2 separate regions of the Gossypium arboreum genome follow, and region 2 is linked to region 1. The links are chromatin contacts, called in public Hi-C maps. All regions are on one chromosome and are shown on one strand. The core of a region is the stretch at or near the end of the contact, and the rest is flanking DNA. Distances in the headings are between cores, read along the strand shown.

Region 1 (6,152 bases), core at 1,106-3,605:
ATTTAGGGACCTAATATGTAAATTTACCATGTTGAGTGACTGCTAAAAAAAAGTGAAAGGTTCAGCCTCACAATGTGGGGACACTAAAGCTTAAATGTGACTAATTACCTTCTAAGCCCTTCTTATTTATTATTTAATTTTTATTTCCATTCAACCTATTTTTATAGTTAGATAAGCTCTTAACCTATTTACACTTTAACATTAACATAAAATCTAAAAAAGGGCTTTTAAGATGTGGACATTGCTAATTTTGACTTTCGCGAATCCGTGTAAAATCTGTTTGAAGAAAGAAAATAAACCGAATACTTATCTGGATATTGGTTTGTAATAATAAGATGTAAGATGTAATTAGGAAGGGGACCTTACGTTCTTGTATTTGATGTAGGTTATTATATGTAAAAGAAATTTGCAGTCAAAGGGCAATACTTGAACAGCACATTTCTATTACCCTTGCAATTTAAAGCATACAACAGTTGAGAAACAATTTTATTGAAACAACAGTTTCATGCGTTAAATATGCAAGAGTTGAAATTTGTGCAAAAATATTTTTGACTAAAAGGTTTTGTATGCACTTGATTGTAGGTATTTATGGTTTTTTTTTGACATAATGTAAAATAAAAATATAAGAATATATTCATTGAACCAAAATATATATTTAAATATAAATCAAAATAAATTTATATAAAATTCATGTAAAATGTCGTATGATGATATTCGAATTTAGTGTCTATGGTCTAACAACCTCAACCTTGTTATTTCATTAAAGCTCCCAGTAGCTAATTCATATATAATATTAATTTTATTTTTATATAAAAACTCACGTTAATTTGATAATTATCTAATTTTCTATGTATAATAATTATTTACTTTTTTTGTCATCTATATATATACTATTAATAAAATTTTTAATTGAGTTGGTGTCACAAGTTAATTGGATACAAATTCAATTAGAAAATGACTAATATATCTTTTATTAAATGATTATTATTATTATTTTGATGAATTCTTAATTATTTTTTCATATATTTATATAATTTCTAAATAAAAAACTAAAATTCACATTTCTAGGATTAAACCCACTTTATTAGATTTATAAACTAATTCTTTACCATTACGCTAATAATAATTTTTTAATAAACTTTAAAAAATTATCTTTTAACGTATAATATTTTCTCTCACTAAATTTGTGTATCTATATTATTAGTACAAATTTTTCTCGGACCAAATTTACATATCTATAGTTTTACTATGTCCATAAGTTATAGTGCATTTAGTATTGTTTATATGGTGTATTTATGTGATTAAATTACATTTTACTAACAATTTAATCTATTTTTTAATTTTACTATCATACACATTTAATGTGTTATTATAATTAATTAGTTTCAAACCATATGTTTCCTTGTTTATTGATGTTATTTTTAAACACTCATCGTATTTTAAATTTGTGATTTCCACATGTATATGCATGAGATAGGATTTTAGTATTAATAATATTGTTAATTGAGTTGGTGTATTTAGTATTGTTTATCGATGTATTTATGTGTATAAATTTCATTTTACTCATAATTTGATCTTATTTTTATTTTAATACAATACACTTTTCATGTGTTATTATGATTAATTAGTTCTAAACTATACATTTTATTGTTTATTTTATATTATTTTAAAGACACATCTGTAATATAAATTTGTGATTTCCATACGTGTGTGCAGTGGCGGAGCCAATGAGGGCTGGCAGGGGCCCTGGCCCCCTAAAATGAAAAATTTCCATTTAGGCCATTTATAATTTATAAAATTCTAAATTAGTAATGGTAAAATTGTACTTCAGCCCCCTAAAATGATAAAAAATTAATTTAATCCTTTAAAAATTATAAAGATATAGACTATCAAAATGGTGAAATTGCATTTTTACTATAATAAAAATATACAATTTAATTCTGCCGCCAAAAAATTTTTTAGCTCCACCACTGCTTGTGTGATAGGATTTCTAATATTAATAATGTTGTTGATTGAAATGATGTTACAAATTAACTCGACACCAACTTAGGATTGATGACAATATCATGATAAATAATTTATTCATTTAATAATATTAATATGATATATTCAAGTGTTTAAATTTGATTTTATAATTTAATCTAAAATTTTAATATAATACATATTCCATGTGTTATTATTGATAATTAATTTAAATAATATATTTCAATATTTATTACGTGTTATTTTTTAAAATTAATATTTTAAATATATTATTTCCACCTTACATATTTAATAAAATTTTTAATTTTAATTTGGTGTGATCTAATATATTTTATCAAAACCAGAGTATCCACGTCTGGGATCTAATATTCAGATATTCACTATGTAATTTGTAAACGGGGAATGAGAAGGGGTGGCAGTAGCGTAATAATAGAAAATGGAAGGGTGTATATTTTGAAAGGAAAGACGCAGGGCAAAAGAAAAAAGGTAAAAAAATTGGTTCGGTTGTATCGCCCATAGGAGCAGTATTACGACTCAGCAGTCCGAGAGTGAGATATAAAAAGCACATCACTTCCACTACAGACTACTCCCCATACCAAACACCCCGCCGCAGCAACCATCTACCATCCATCTTCTCATTCTACTCTTTACCTACCAAGATCAAGAAACCTCAACAATCAACAACTACCAACTAGATTTGGATTAAGTCACCCAAAACCAATCAACCAACCAAGCAACCGAGAAGCAAAAAGAATGGACTCTGATTATGGCATTCCCAGAGAACTTTCTGATCTTCAGAAACTCCGATCTCAATACCAACCACAGCTCCCTCCTTGCCTCGAGGTCGCTCCCTTCTTTCTCTTCACTTTCTGCATCTGAATCTCATGTTTTCTTTTTCTTTTTCTTTTTAATTTGTAATCGTTCATCTCAAGATTTTCGCGTTTGCTTATTTTTTTAAAATTAAGTTTCTATTTTTGGCTTTTCTTAGATCTATTCAATTTAATCTCTGCTTTCACACGATTATTGCTATTGCTTAATGCTAATCACGATTCATACATCTCTTCTGATTTTTATGATCTTTTGCTTCTGCATGTACGGTGTTTAGATTTGACCTGCTGTTACGCGGCTGTAGACTACACTAGATACTTGATTGCGGGCATTTTCTTATTAACAATTAGTTTTCACGTTTCTTCAGGGAACTACTGTCAGGGTTGAGTTTGGTGATACCACTACATCTTTAGACCCGGCTGATGCTCATACCATAGCCCGAGCTTTTCCTCACACTTATGGCAAGCCCTTGGCTCACTTTCTCAGGGCAACTGCCAAAGTACCTGATGCTCAGATTATAACTGAGCATCCAGCTATTAGGTGCTTGTTATATCACACTTCATGATATTGTTTCTCTACTTTTTTCTTTTGGTTCATTTTCATCGCAATAATTCTCCATCCTTTCACCTTTCTGTGGAATTATTAGCATTTATTCATGGTCGTATGCTTCTGTATGTATGTATTTATGTATGCAAGTGTATTTTTATTTGTCTAATGACCAGATCTTCTCGAATAACAGGGTTGGACTTGTCTTTTGTGGGAGACAATCCCCTGGTGGCCATAACGTCGTATGGGGCCTCCACAAAGCTCTCAAAATCCACAACCCTAATAGCACTTTGCTGGGCTTTTTGGGTAAGCAGCGCTCAGTTTAAATGGTGTTATACAGTCAATGCCACAAAACACATACATGATACAATTATATGAGAGGACACACGTAAAATGCCCAAGATGTCGGTGAAAAACAAACTTTGATTGAAATAGTAAAATGAAAACTATAAAGTTCAAATCAATGTGTATTTTTTTTATTTTTATAAAGAAGATATAAAAAGATGAACTCTCGCAAAATTATATAATTTATTTTGTAAAACAATGTTATTTTTAGTCATTACCCAACAATCGAGTTGGTACTTGATTGACTACCAACCTAGTCAAGGGCTTAATATACAGTGTGGATGCATAATTATAAGGACTATGGTACATGCACAGTGAGAATTTAAAAAAAAGTATTTTTTTGAGAGAAGTTAATCTGATTTTTAGAATTACATGAGAGATAATATATTAGTATTTAAAAAAAGTAAAATACTTGTAAAACAACGTGGGTGAGAAACTGAAAATAGAAACAATACAATTGGAAAAATAGGAAGAAAAATAAAATAGGAAAAAATAGGAAGTTATATGTGAACTAAAAATGGGAAATTATATTAGCATATATATGTTTACTCTTGTAAATGTCCATAAATGAATGCGCACGCTCACTTGAACTTATGAGTATCTGTTCAAGTAAAATCATTCTATTTTATGTTGTGGTTGATTGTATATTGCACATCTTGTGATTTTCTTATATTTTCTGTTATTCCATTACAATACAATTTATGTTTTTGCTTGCCATTCTCTGTGTGACGGGTGATTCTTTTACTGCTCCTGCTAACAGGTGGTACTCAAGGTTTATTTGCCCAAAAAACACTAGAGATCACTGATGATATTCTTTCAACCTACAAAAATCAGGGTATTCTTTTCATGAGGCAATCTTGTGTAAAAAAGCTTTGATTTCATGTTGTTCTATAAAATCTAACATGCTTTGCTATGTTTTTTTGTGTGAGAAGGTGGTTATGATCTCTTAGGACGAACACAAGATCAAATTAGAACAACTGAGCAAGTTAAGGCTGCACTAGCTGCCTGCAATGATTTGAAATTGGATGGCCTTGTAATTATTGGAGGTGAATTAATTTTTAAGGTTTTTAAGATGTTATTATAAGTTATTAGAAGTTGCGAAGTAAGAGTTTTGTTTTGCTTGTAGGTGTAACATCAAACACAGATGCTGCTCAACTTGCTGAAACATTTGCTGAAGCTAAATGTCCTACAAAGGTAACTTCTACGATTAGATTCTCTATACCATAACAGCTATTTAGGTGCTTCTATCTCTATTTCAATTGGATATTTCTCAATGCGTCTCACGTTTTTAGGTGGTTGGTGTTCCTGTTACACTGAATGGAGACCTCAAGAATCAATTTGTTGAAACCAATGTTGGTTTTGATACTATATGCAAGGTCAATTCCCAACTCATCAGTAATGTCTGCACTGATGCTCTCTCTGCAGAGAAGGTGAGTTGTTTACATCATAAGATAGTATCTCCTTGGTGAATGGTCACATCATAAGATAGCTTTTTATTGTCTTACCCTAGCTGCTTTTCTTTTTTAGTACTATTATTTTATCCGTCTTATGGGAAGGAAGGCATCACATGTTGCCCTGGAATGCACCCTCCAATCTCATCCCAATATGGTCAGTTTTGGCTTGCTAGTTATATCTTTTAGTTACATATGGTACTGAAAATATCTATTTTTCTCTTTAACTTTTGATATATTTTAACAGGTAATTCTTGGTGAAGAAGTGGCTGCATCAAAGCTTACACTTTTTGACATAACAAAGCAAATTTGTGATGCAGTTCAAGCTAGGGCCGAGCAAGGTCAAATAATTCAAGTTCCTTTATTTCATGTTAGAAAGAGCTTAGTTGTCATTGTGTTTTCCTGACCTTGTATGTATGCACCAGACAAGAACCATGGGGTCATCCTCCTGCCTGAAGGGCTTATAGAGAGCATTCCTGAAGTGTATGCGCTATTGAAGGTAACTAATGTTAAACAGTGACTCCTCTCTAATTCCCTTCACATCCCTCTTGCTTTCAAGGATAGAAGTTTCTTTCTATTTGAAGCTTTGATATATGACATTAATCTGTGGTTATGTTGATGATTTTTACTTCAGGAAATTCACAGTTTGCTCAGGCAAAATGTATCTGCTGATAAAATTTCTTCCCAATTATCACCTTGGGCATCTGCTTTGTTTGAATTTTTGCCACATTTCATAAGGAAACAGGTGCTGATTCTAATTTCCTAGAATTCTTAACGATTAGAAGATATTTGCGCATGGTGTACCAATTAATGAGCTTAATGTGTTATAATTCTTAACGATTAGAAGATATTTGCACATGGTGTACCAATTAATGAGCTTAATGAGTGTTATGTTAAATGTCTCAGCTTCTTCTCCAACCTGAGTCAGACGATTCTGCACAGCTATCACAGGTCACTAGCTTAAGATATAATTACTTTCTTATTAAGAACATAGTCCAT
Region 2 (6,152 bases), core at 1,071-3,570, 290 kb after region 1:
TTTGAGTCACTCTTTACCCTTACAAGTAAGTGATTTTGATGGCCTTTCTTGATAATTTTTGTACTTTTGGGACCCTTGTGGCATACTCTAGCTAATGAGGGGACTATTTTGCAAAATGGTTGAAATTATAGGATTTTTCCATGAGATTTTTCATGTCGTTTGCTGAATTTTTATGAAAGAAAATGAATCATGGTTGCTAAACAAACAACCTTTGTGAAGTAGTTTTCATGAAAACCCTAACTAATGACCATTTTGCATAAGTTATAAATTATGTGGTAAATGTGTGAAATGATGGGAATTGTGGACTGTTTCTAGTATAAAAAGAATTCGGCTAGGCTTGGTTAGTGAAAAAATTTGATAAAAATCTATTTACGAGCCTAGGGGTAAAATCGTAATTTTGTGAAAGTCTAGGTAATGGTCATTTTGCCAAAATATAATTTATGAAATACATTAATTAATATGATGATTAAATTAGTGAATTTTTATCATTTTAGATCAAGAAATATGAAATCTGGACCTAGACAGGGGAAAGGCTAAGCTAGTAGACTAAAGTCAATTAGTTATCCACTTTTTGTATACTGAGGTAAGTTGTACGTAAGTAAGGTAACTTTATCGTTATTATGTGTTGAATGATTATTATTAAATGCATTTGATGCAAATTTCTTATGGTTGTGGTTGTTTTGGTTATATGTGTTATGCTTGGATTAGTTTTGGTTGATGTTGTGTAGGTTGGTACAAGTAAGGGTGGCAAAAAGGCTTGGTAAATAGCCTTGTTTTTGTCTACACTGGCAGACACACAGGCATGTGTCTAGACCGTGTGTGACACATGGTCTACCCCACGGGCGTGTAGTCCGGCCGTGTGGCCCCTGCACTTCAATTTTTCAAGTTAGTATGCATGGTAGTAAACACACGGGTAGAGACACGACCGTGTGTCTCAGCCGCACGGAGGACACGGCCTAACACACGGGCGTGTGCCTTGGCCGTGTGTCCTTAATTGGTAGATGACGTCAGAAATAGAATGTCAAGGTTTTTGTACACGGGCTGGGACACGGGTGTGTCATGGCCATGTGAGGGACACTAGCCATGGACACAGGCGTGTGCCAGGCCATGTGAAAACCTCTGTAGGTTCGAATTGAAAAATAAATTCACACGAGTTAGGGACACGGGCGTGTCCAGATATGTCCAGGCCGTGTGAGCTACACGGGCTTTCAACGTTATCATGTTAAGACGACACACGGGCGTGTGCCCTGTTTACCTTGATATTTTTTTAAAGTTTTCTAAAATACTCAGTTAAGTCCCAAATCTTTTTCAAAGCTTGTTTTGGGCCTCGTGGGCTCGTATTAGGGACTTTATGTTTGGTTTTCAAAAAGTTTTAATTTGGACGAAAATTTATGGCACGAAAATGTTTGTAAGCATGTGTTTAAGTACGGTAACACCTTGTATCCTGTTCCGGCGTTGAACTCGGGTAAAGGGTGTTACATGATAAGCCAATAGTTTTAAAATAATTTTTTTTTAAATTTCAGAAGTTTATTTGGGTCATTTTCGTGGACAAATGGTTTTTGAAATGAGATTGAAAATAAAGTTGAACACGATTTTACTAGTTTTGAATGAACTGCGCAAATGGTTTAAAAAAGTACGTTTGCAATCAAGATCAAGAAAAGTTTCTTTGTGCCATTTCGATAGCCAATGTAGCTTTCCAAATTCGGCAATAATGGCTGGGCTGAGTTTAGGGTGTTACAACTTCATTACTGGAATACTTTCATCCATATAATTTTCTTGCATTCCTAATTTGGTGGATGCTATGAGACAAACTTCGCTTGACCGGCGTCTTTTCAATTTTTAACTCTGGTGGATATTCCTGCCATTCTTAGATTTATTTATATGCTAACTCCACCCATCCCAATGGGTTAATTCCTTTCTATTACAAGGCAGCTAATCTTGACCACAAAATGTTTTTATTACTACCTTAGCGAAATACCATAGCTACTACTTTGAGTCTGGAGCTCTACTCCAATGATAACAAAAACTTATCAGCGTTACTCGAAAAGGGCTATAATTGAGTAGAACTAGAGCCAGCTCTACCTTCATGAGGGCTACAACCTGATGGGTAACATGTGGCAACTATTCCCGTTTTGGGAATATTAAAGGATTCTCCGTTCTATTGATGCCAACAGGTGTCCTTCATAAATTGATAGACTTCAATGGTTCCTTCACAACTCCACAAATATTTTGCTTGATCAGTACTTCCATATTTATTTTAAATTTTATATTTGAGAATCCTAACTATTTCTTTTAATAATTTTTAACTCCATAATTGTGTGGATTATTGACTTTTGATGTAATCGTATTGCTTCAAAGTTCATATATCCATTTATCGCCCAAAAGCGAGCCCAATAAATGAGAGTGGATATTCAATATCGGAATCACAAGGGAGAGGCCTGAAAAAAACCCAAGAATAAAAGATGAAGGTAAATAGCTTGAAATTAAAATAGGGAAATAGCAGCCGGAATCTCACACGATTACGAATGCCATTGCCATATATGAAGAACAATAAATACTAAAAAGCCGAAGGAGCGGAGCGAGTCAGAAGTGAGACTCACTTACGAGAGAGAGAGGGAGGGAGGGAGAGAGGTGAACTTAATTTTGCTTTCGTCTACTTTGTAATTTTGTAAACCCCAAAAAAGAAAGAAAAAAGAAACTACAATAGGAAGAGGCCAAATTAGTCGTGAATACAAGAGCCGGTGGCGATTATGGTTTTCCCCTAATTGGGAAAATTTCTTTCTATCGAAATCCGTACTACTCTATTGGATTTGGTACCAACTTCCAGCAGAGTTTTGCAGATTACCGTGAGGATTGGATTGCATTGCATTGCATTGGATTGGATTGGATTGGATGGGTATGCAATAGAGTTTTATTTATGTGTACGGATAATAGATTATTATGATATATGCCTTCTTATTTTTTCATCTTGGAAATTTGGGCGCTCCTATTCGCAGATGCAACATAATTAGAACAGTTTTCTTTTTTTATTAATTAATAAGACATTTATGAGAATTGAGGTTAGTTAGATTTGAATTTTGATTCAGGTCTGCCCATGGTTTCCTCAACATCCCCTATTGACGAATATGATCACCCTAATTTTTCCCGAAAGCGCCTTAAAGTTTCGGATCTCTCTGCCGATTTTGCATCTTCAAATCGCGGGTATAATTATTAATATACTCTTTTTTGGTTGATGACGCTCTTATTTACATTTTTTTAATCGTATTCATGATTTGACAGTGATGAACAATCTGCAACGGAGATGAGTTGCCAGTCTAATGGAAATAGCAGTGGTATTTCTCAATCTTGTAACGGCGGTGGATCTTCATGCGATAAGAGTTACTCTAGCTATGCGCCATCATCTTCTTCGTATGTGAGTGGATGGATGTATGTCAATGAACACGGCCAGATGTGTGGTCCTTATATCCAGCAGCAGTTATACGAGGGTTTGTCGACTGGTTTCCTGCCGGATGAGCTCCCTGTTTATCCTGTAGTCAATGGGGCTTTGATCAATCCTGTTCCCTTAAAGTACTTTAGGCAGTTCCCTGATCATGTTGCTACTGGGTTTCTATATCTCACTTCAGCCACAGCTTCCAGTTATTTAAAATCTTCATTTACAAATGTCCAACACACTCCTTCCCCTTCGCCTTCTCAATTCAACTGCAATGTAAGTTCCGAAGCATTTAGCTTTGTATTGCAGGTATTATTGTCCCCCCTTCCCCCACCCCCCTTTGTTTCCCCTTTTTTTCCTAAGGCACCCTTTGGATGATTTTCACCTTTTTTGTTCCAGTCTGGTGAAGATGAATGTTGGTTGTTTGAAGATGATGAGAGTAGGAAACATGGGCCCCATTCTCTTTTACAATTGTATTCTTGGCATCGCTGTGGGTATCTTGCAGATTCCATTATGGTAAGCCGTAAGCCTTGAAATTCTCAAGTCATGATTCATCACTGCAGTAACTGTTCATTTGTATCAACTGTAGGGTCCTATGAACTCTTTCGAAACTTGTGTAGGTATTGTGGTAGGCTGGCATGATGTATCTAAGCTTTACTGAGTCTTGCTTCTTATATCTTTTTCTTTTAATTTATTTTCTTGCAGATTTATCATGCTGATGACAGGTTTCGCTCCACCCAATTGCTGTCTGTTTTAAATGCTTGGAAAGGTGGTCAGTATGTTGCTGAAAATGAACAGGAGTTATCAGTGAACTTCATATCGGCAGTTTCTGAAGAAGTTTCTTCTGATCTGCATTCTCGAATTATGAAAGCAGCTCGTAGAGTTATGCTAGATGAAATAATCAGCACTATGATCTCAGAGTTTGTTGCTGCAAAAAAATCTCAGAGACCTCTAATGGTTGAATCATACAACCAGGATGCTAAAAGTTCTGATGGGAAACTGGTAATGTATGCAATCACTCAAAAAAAAAGAAAGAAAAACTTATGTTTATTTGTCTTAAAATCTGAAGCTCCTTTGCCATACAGATTAAAAATACCACGGAAAGAAGTATACATTGTACTTCCAAGTTTGGCACAGTGACCTCCGATGGTGTATCTAATCTTTCTATCCAAGAATCTACAAATTTTGATGCAAGTCTAAAATCTGTTGGAAGCCTTGAAAACTTTTGGGGTTCTTATACAGTTGTTTGTAAAATGCTTTTTGAGTATTGCATGCAAGTTACGTGGAATGCTGTCTTTTATGATAGTATGGTTGAATATTTGTCTTCCTGGAGAAAAGGAAAACTTTGGTATGGTCAGCCTAATGTTCTGGCATCTGCTAGTGGCTCCATTGATCGTGGCAAGGAGACTGAAAATATAAAAGCTACAACTGTAAGTAAAGTCTAAATGTTAAACTCTATGTGTGTAAACAGTATGTAATGACCTTGAATCTAATGTTTTATGGTTTTATAGCTCTTCTCTAGGATGGAATTGACGGCTCATGATATTGATTGTCCACCTGGTTATGAACTAGCAACAGTTTCTGTAGGTAACCAGGCAGAAGAGACATATATATCTCAATCTGCGGTGCAGGAAATTTTATCCAAACAGAACAGTCCATTGCACAATAGTGGCCTTTATGGTGGAATACAATGTATTCTGGAAGGAGTTGAAAATGAGCTCCATTCTTCTGTGATGGTGTTTATGGCTGACTATCTTGACGGTCTTGTTAAAAGTGAAGCCAAAATAGTTATTGATATGGAAAATGATAAAAAATTGAATGAAAATCCTGATGAAGAGGCAGCAGAGAAATCAGTCTGTTTGTCAGTAGATGATGAATTGAAAGAGGTATTAAAAGTATATCCTGTTAGTTCTTCATTTTATTTCAATATACTTTAAACGCTGTTCTAGCTAGACTAGGTATGCTCTTTCCGATTATAGCTCAATATGTGCTTATGCATAGTACACAAGGATCATATCTTTCTTAAATTTAAACAATTATTTTTCTTTTACAGCTGCAAGACACAGTTGGATCTTCCGGTCAGTGCCATCTTGCTTCGGACGTTGATAATTCAGATGATTCTGAAGAGAAAAAAAATGTTTCGAACAGAATGTCAGATTTATCTTGCAATCTACAGAACTCAGTACAATCAAAGAAACCTGTTTGTCAATCCATATCTGAAAATAATTATGCTTCAAGGCAGGAAACTTTTATGGCTGAAGCATTTAAGAGATTGTTTGGAAAGGTTGGGGATGTAAGTAATGAACGAGAAGTTAACGAGCCACCACCTCCTGGTCTTGAGATTAAATCTGGGATTCTTGTTCCATCACACAATTGTAAATTTCGTCCTTTGACATCAGTTGGGTGCAGCCCTAAGATTGGAGAATATGTTGCCATGGCAATGTGTCGGCAGAAGCTCCATGATGATGTACTAAGAGAGTGGAAATCATCATTTGCTGGTGATGCTAGTCTTTATCAGTTTCTTATATCATGGTCTAGTTCGAAGAAACACTGCAAGGCTGATGGCAAAGAGGTATTGTTCACTCCTTTGTACTTTCTATTCCAACAACTGACCCCCAGGTTTTGATATTGGGTTTAATATTTTGTTCACACTTTTAATTTGCCTCAGGCAAAGACATTTAGTGAAGATAGAAAAAATCTTGCTGGTTTTTCTGCCTCACGT

What was found. A called contact is a pair of places that touch in the nucleus more often than the background predicts.
Region 2: a Hi-C map of leaf shows a contact between it and region 1, with 3 times the contacts expected there. The contact joins the promoter of LOC108476110 here to the promoter of LOC108476125 in region 1. A contact is called at or near these places in 2 of 5 Hi-C or Micro-C datasets (both in leaf).

The regions. Positions count from the first base shown.
Region 1 is chr3:105,113,629-105,119,780 of ASM2569848v2, forward strand. It overlaps LOC108476125 (pyrophosphate--fructose 6-phosphate 1-phosphotransferase subunit alpha), which reads left to right and starts at 2,356. Exons shown (of 18, transcript XM_017778227.2): 1 at 2,356-2,826; 2 at 3,179-3,351; 3 at 3,551-3,663; 4 at 4,463-4,537; 5 at 4,635-4,748; 6 at 4,829-4,896; 7 at 4,995-5,132; 8 at 5,230-5,310; 9 at 5,401-5,494; 10 at 5,579-5,652; 11 at 5,788-5,898; 12 at 6,060-6,104. The coding sequence starts at 2,737.
Region 2 is chr3:105,401,055-105,407,206 of ASM2569848v2, forward strand. It overlaps LOC108476110 (histone-lysine N-methyltransferase ATXR7), which reads left to right and starts at 2,321. Exons shown (of 19, transcript XM_053025809.1): 1 at 2,321-2,896; 2 at 3,087-3,201; 3 at 3,280-3,739; 4 at 3,830-3,946; 5 at 4,136-4,432; 6 at 4,516-4,860; 7 at 4,942-5,316; 8 at 5,484-6,002; 9 at 6,099-6,152. The coding sequence starts at 2,893.